2 separate regions of the Capsicum annuum genome follow, and region 1 is linked to region 2. The links are chromatin contacts, called in public Hi-C maps. All regions are on one chromosome and are shown on one strand. Each heading gives the region's core, a stretch centred on a gene start, on an enhancer-like site or on the middle of the called end of the contact. The rest is flanking DNA. Distances are from core to core; before and after follow the strand shown.

Evidence for each region. A called contact is a pair of places that touch in the nucleus more often than the background predicts.
Region 1: a contact with region 2 is called in a Hi-C map of leaf, with 4 times the contacts expected there. The contact joins the promoter of LOC107864157 here to the promoter of LOC107864682 in region 2. A contact is called at or near these places in 2 of 5 Hi-C or Micro-C datasets (leaf and placenta).

Annotation. Positions count from the first base shown.
Region 1 is chr3:20,777,818-20,781,192 of UCD10Xv1.1, forward strand. LOC107864157 (ADP-ribosylation factor-related protein 1) reads right to left here and starts at 1,730. Exons shown (of 7, transcript XM_016710442.2): 1 at 1,685-1,730.
Region 2 is chr3:20,235,143-20,238,871 of UCD10Xv1.1, forward strand. It overlaps LOC107864682 (transmembrane emp24 domain-containing protein p24beta3), which reads right to left and starts at 1,252. Exons shown (of 4, transcript XM_016711122.2): 1 at 831-1,252. The coding sequence starts at 1,058. LOC107864683 (aspartic proteinase) reads right to left here. Exons shown (of 14, transcript XM_016711123.2): 12 at 3,687-3,729; 13 at 2,386-2,471; 14 at 1,956-2,299. The coding sequence ends at 2,215.

The sequences.
Region 1 (3,375 bases), core at 480-2,979, 540 kb after region 2:
ACACCCCACAACAATCATGATGCTTGCTAGGCACGTAGAAATGCAACTGAAGCCTCAATATCATACATTAGGTGTTCTACAAACCTGGTTGGGTATCTAGAAAACCCCATTTACATCTCAATATACACATGTTTTCTAATGAACTATAATATATACATGTTTTCTAATGAACTATGTTGCTCAGATCCTCCAAAAATGCAATTGCATCCGTGTCAGATACTCAAAAAATATCATATTTTTGGAGGCTATGTTGCTCGGACTCTCCAAAAATGTTGTCGCACCGGGTCGGATCCTCCAAAAGTTCACAACTTTGGAAGAATCCGACACTCACCCGTCGACATTCCCAAAGAGTTCAAGCAACATAGTTTGGAAAGATAATGAATAAAATTATTAGTAAATGGCGTAATTCATATTGGGATTAGAATTAACCCCTATTTATTAGTGATGAATGGTCGGAAAAGGAGAAAGTGAAACCTGATTGAAAGAAGGAAGCGGTGGATCGACTGTTCGCTAACGTTCCGTTGTGTACGGGGGGGGGGGGGGGGCTTAGTTTTGTATGCAGATCCACCAAAGTTTTTTTATTAAAACAAACTTTGGGTTATTCGATAGCTCCCAAGCGCAGTTAATTATGAAATTTAGTTATTTATGTCAAAATTAAGGGTCGTTTGGTTGGAAAACAAGTTATGCTGGGATTAGTTATGTTGGGATTAGTTATGCTGGGTTCCCTTATCATTAGAAAAAAAATAGAGGTTAATTCTCATCCCAATATGAATACGCCATTTTACTAATAATATTATTCATTATCCATCACTAGCACTGTAGTGCCAAATTCATAGATTGGTTCTGATTCTCGATTCTTGGGATGCATACTATGCAATTAATTACTATAGTTAATTATTAGTAGTAACTTGTGGAAGAAGGGAGTCGTGATACCAACTATTAGCTGTGTTGCTCGAATTCTCCAAGAATACTACCAAATGTACGTGGGTCCCTCCAAACTATGTTGCTCGAACTCTTTAGGAATGTCGACGGGTGAGTGTCGAATCCTTCCAAAGTTGTGAATTTTTGGAGGATCCGACCCGATGCGGCAACATTTATGGAGAGTCCGAGCAACATAGACTCCAAAAATATGATAATTTTGAGTATCCGACACGGATGCAATAACATTTTTGGAGTATCCGAGCAACATAGGTCATTAGAAAAACAAACACCACATGATTAATAGTAAATTCAATTCAAATCACAAAGTACAATCAATACACATACAGCAGAAGCACAAAAAGATCAGATTTTCACATCAAAAACTGCTAAATTCAAGCAGCCGTCTTCCTAAAAAACAAACCCCACATCACTAATACTAAAATCAGTTCAAATCTCCGGATGCATTCATCAGACATATAGCAGAAACACAAAAAAGACCAGATTTTTACATCAAGAACTACTAAATTCAAGCAACCACACATCAATAATACTAAAATCAGCTCAAACCATCAAGTACAATCTATACACGTACAGAGAATTGGAAATTAGAATATATAGGCCGCCCTTGTGTGGATCAAGCCAAACTTTGTATAAGCATATATTATAGGTTAGAAATTGGACAGAATTGAAGATGAAGCAGAAGAATTTTAGACTTCAAATCTTTAAAGTAAGATTGAGCAGTAAGAAGAGCAAAAATTATTACCTGTGAGCGCAACAACAAGAGCCGAGCAGCAAATCGTCTTTGGCCATCTCTAATCTCTTTGAGTTTTCAGCAAATGTTGAGCTTGATGCCTTGAATATCGACTTTTGGGTCCACTGATATTATCAGTTTATTGAGAGACAGAGAGAGTGAGGCGTAGTGAAAATTCAGAGATGAATTATGTAACCAGTAAACCTAAGTCTCTAGGGTAAGAAATGACGGTGGGCTACTGGGCTTGGGAAATGGGATTTAATTGGGATGGGCGGTGGGTAATAGACTTAGAAATGAAAATTATATATGGGCCTCTATTTGACTATCGGGTTATCGGGTGGCCCGATATAAATTTTAAGAAAATCGCCACCCGAACCTATAACTCGTTAATGAGAAATTTGAAATCGTCACCCGAATCAATAAGTTTAAAAATCGAATCGTTAATCCGATAAACAAATTATCGATTCGGGTTAATGATTTGAACCAAAATCTGCACAGCTGCAATTGGGTGTGGTAATTTTTTATGGCTTCTTGTCTCTTTACTATTTTTTTTCTAAACTATTTTATCTTAAGGAGGGGGTCTATGCGAATCAGTCTCTCTATCTCACCTCTAAGATAGTGGTATAAACTGCATACACTTATCCTCTCAAACCCACTTGGTAGAAATATACTGAATATGTTATTGTTTTAAAAAAAAAAATGTCGAAAAATATCAACTCCATTGGTTGGAGGTGGTACTTACTTACCATTGTGTCAAACTATATCTTCTATATTTTTCTCTACTTTTTTTATATAGTAGAAAAGTTTTATTTTCGACGTAACTGCTTTTTGTTGTTTAAAAAAGGTTGATTTAGAGATAAAAGTTTACGTTACGTATATTGTTCATTGCAGGTTATAGCGATAGTTTTACACGAGACAACACGATGAACGTTTTCTCTTTTTGTTTTTAATTTTTTAAGTACTTACATTTTTAGACTTTCAGAAGTGATTTCGTGTTATTATTGAGTGACCTAGTCTCTAACATAAGAGATTAAGAGTTCGCTTCAAATATGCTTTATTTTTGTCAATAGAAAACATATACAATTTTTAAACTTAGAGGACATAATCATTGAATTTGCAAAAGCGATGAGTTTCATCCTAAAAAAAATAAAAAAAATACAATGGATCTAATTGAACGCAAACAAAATAACTAGAATTCATTGAATCAAACCTAACTAATTTGGAATTAAGCCTTTGTAGTAATAGTATTTTTAACATACTTAAATAGCGCACTACAAAAGAAAACAAATTAACCATGGACAAATTCTATCTCCAAACAAAAAAGAAGCTATTAGACGAATTATCAAAAATAAATTATTTAGTGGCGGAATATTTAGCAAAGAGAGCCCATAGCTAATTCTATTTAGGCCAAACACATCAACAGGTACCCCAACTTGGCACCATCTTTCATTTTGGTACCTTAAATGGATGTTGTTCACTTTTGACACCTTAAATAGCATACAGGTGTGTTAGTTTGGCACTTTTTGTTGAGTCAGCAAAAATCATGAGCTACACGCATTGAAAACGCGTTTAAGGGGTATTTTCGTAACTTTTTTTCCATGTTCTCCTCTTTCCTCACTATTTTTGATCACTATAATTTTTCAACAACTTTTTTTCCTTTCAGATAATGCATTTTCCACCATTTACCTTTCTCAACTTTCATC
Region 2 (3,729 bases), core at 2-2,501:
TCTAGGGCAATGTTCCCGATAAGCTGAAGTTGCGTCATGTCCTGTCTAATGGCCTCTCACCAATACTTCTTCAGCCTACCTCTACCTCTCCTCACACTCACTATATCCAACCTCTCGCACATCCTAACTGAGGCCTTTGCGCTTCTCCACATCAAATGTCCAAACCATCTCAATCTCACTTTCCTCATCCTATCCACCAAGGAGGCCACTCCCACCTTATCATGGATATATCCTCATTCCTGATCCTATAGCTTCCAGTATGACCAAAATCTTAAAGAGAAATGAGAAAAACTAATGCACATCTAAAATCAAATTTCAAAAAGCACACAAACACGTAGATCAATAAAATTGCTAACAATTAAGCATAGGAAAAATAAAGTTTCATATAATGAAATCTATGCCGGGATGATCGGAGCTCCAAAAGATATCATGATCAACGACGACGAAGTTTCCAGAAATCGTGTCGTATTCATAGAGAACGTATTCCTATACGCATTCCTCATCTTCAACTGTTACCGATAACGCCGTTATGTCGTTTACGAAACTGAATAGCAAAATTGATATCAAAGCCAAACTTTTGACCGCTTGATTCCGTCTCCGGTTACCGTTTCCCATTTCCAGCGCCGACGATGATTTTCAGTTTTTCTAGTTTTACTTGTGTGACGAATTAAGCACCAAAACAATAGATCGATAAAATTGCTAGCAATTAACGAATAAATCGATAAAATCACTAACAATTAATGCATAAATCGATAAAACTACTAACAATTAACACATAAATCTATATAAAAAATTGCACAATTAAGCATAAGAAAAATATAGTTTCATACAGTGAAATCGATGCCTGGATGATCGGAGCTCCAGAAGATATCATGATCAACGACAACGAAGTTTCCAGAAATAGTATCGTTTTCATAGAGAACATATTCGTATACACATTCCTCGTCGTTAACTGTTACCGATAACGCCGTTATGTCGTTCACGAAACTGAATAACAAAATTGATATCAAGGCGAAGACCTTTGACCGCCTGATTCCGTCTCCGGTTACCGTTCCCATCTCCGGCGCCGACGATGATTTTCAGCTGTGACGAATTGGGAAAAAATTGTTTTCGGAGATTTTGGGGCTGATTTTGTAAGAGAGAGAGCGAGGGGTGGGGGTGGGGGGTAGTAGTTCCGTGTTTGTGTAATTTTTTCTATAAATTCTACTATAGACCGATGTCTTTTTCTTTGATTGGTTTGTTTATTGGGGCTAGTTTGGAACCAAGGATAAAGAATAATTAATTTTATGATTAAGTTTAGTAGGAATTGTCTCATATTTGATTGGAATAAAATTATTAGATAAGTTATTTTAAGATAATTTATTGGCCCTCAACCAAACGAGCTCATTAGTGTGTGGTATGAGGAAGGATATTTTTCATAAAAATATCTTTTAAAAAATAAATTAATTTATTACTATTTTCTAGTATGATTAGAAAGAAAAAATGTTATGTTAAATGCATAGAATATCACTTATATCACATATAGAATATCATTGTATGAAAATTATTTTGTAGAGAAATTATTTTTGAAAAAAGTATTCCATCCAAATATGAGAAAAAAAAATTGTTTTCATCCATACCAAACACATTACACACCCTTACTTCATTTTCTTCCTGTCCTGTATTTTGTGCAACATTCCTTCGCAAAAATAATATTGTATTGATTAAAAAATAATTTAATTAAATTAACCTTATTTGTTTTTATCTCAAATTATTTCTATGATCACATCTTGCTTTCATCAAATTATTAAGGTACAGGTAAAATAGAAGAAAACAATGCAATTTTCTCTTCTTGTTGATTTTTTCGTGTGACGTGTGAACTTTACCTTAGAATGAATTAGAGAGTTTTGAAATACGTTAAGCGCTATAACTTATTCAGTAGGACTCCTTCCCTACAGAATGGAATTCCACATCGATCGCTCAAAACCAGAAAAGTAAATTGTGTTACGTGAAATATTACATATTACCGAAACAAATATACATTGTTCCGTGTCCATCAGCATGAAGGACAATGAACTAGAGTGAACAATTGACAAATGACCAAAGAAGTACAAACAGTTTTATTCACAACACCAGAATTTCATCTGCCCTCAAAAGGAAAACCAAGTTGCAAAACCAAACAAATTTTGAGTAGTGACTAGTACAATGTTTTTTGAGTAATCCATGAAAACCACTCTAAGCACTTTCTGCAAATCCAATTTGTAAATTGCCAAAATCGAAAACCGTGTGATATGCTCTCAAAAATGCATCTCCAAGAACCCTGCAAAAGTAGAATCTTGAATGTATATCATACATATTGGATGTTATGTAATGCAGAATCACTTGCAACAGTGACAATAGTCTTACCAGAGGGGACGTCGCGGATGCACATGTAGAGCTGTAAATCCACTGAGACAGTGAACACCTTGGATGCCATCAACTCTGATAACATACTGTTATGCAAATTCACAGGAGGAAAATAGTAAGTGGAAGCGAAGAAGTTAACATGCTTCTTATCGCGCTATAAAAGAAAAGAGCCATTTGTTTGGATTTATTGTGTATAGAATCAACCCCTTGTTGGTGTTCTACATACCAACCAAATAATGGAAAAACAATTCCATATTCAAAGTTATCATTAGATCAATTCATTTATAAGAATCCATTTAGTGAACCAATTTCATCGAAGCAGACTGTCTTGAACTCATAATAGCCTATGAAGAACTCATAATAGACTCTCTTGAATCCATTGAAATCTGATGCTAAAGGAAAGCTAATTCAAGTAGTGGAAGCAATTTTAACGCGGAGAGAAGCACTTGAAACACTAGGTCCATTTCATTTTTGAATCTTAAAGGGACATCAGCTATCAACTATTATAGGTCGACAGGAAAAATAAGAACAAAGTTAAGTTAGAAGCTTATTGCTTCAGTTGAATTTGTTACTATAATTTTGTTCTTTTGACATCTGCAAAACCAGCTGAGCTATGTTTTTTCTCCATTACATAATCATAGTTCAACAGAAAGCCACTATTGAAACATTATGTTGCTTGGACTCTTCAAAAATGTCAGCGGGTGCATGTTGGATTCTTCCCAAAATAGTGTATTTTTTGGAGAATCTGACACGGGTGCAGCATCGAAGTGGAGTCCACCCAACTTAGGTGAAACATGGAATGAGACATAAACATATAATCAAACTTGACATCAGTTGACAAGTAAACACCAACTTTGAGTTTGCACATCTAGACACCTCAACTTGGTCTCAACTGACAACTAGACACTCCAACTCGTCCTCACTATGTCTCATGGAAACTCAATGCTGGCGTGACACATAAATTTTGGAGGTGGCCAAATGATCATTTTGTCAGTTGGAGTATTCAACTGACACAGTGGAGATGAGTTAAAATGTCTAGATCAGCATATTCAAAGTGTAAAGAGTGTTTATTTGCCAGTTGAGGCCACGTTTGAGCATTTGTTTGTGTATTTTGCCTTAAAACATTGTTGATATCATCTATCACCTAAATATGTCATTTTCACAACTTAGGTACATCCTAAAACATACACAACAACAAACATCAGAGTGAACTAGCACAGAAGTATGCATTTTACTGCTCTATGTTGCAAAAGAAATAAAACTCAAAAGAGAAAGTAACAGATTCAGATAACGAAAAAAACCTGATCCGGAGAAAGGGGGAAAGACTTGTTCCCAATGGTAAAC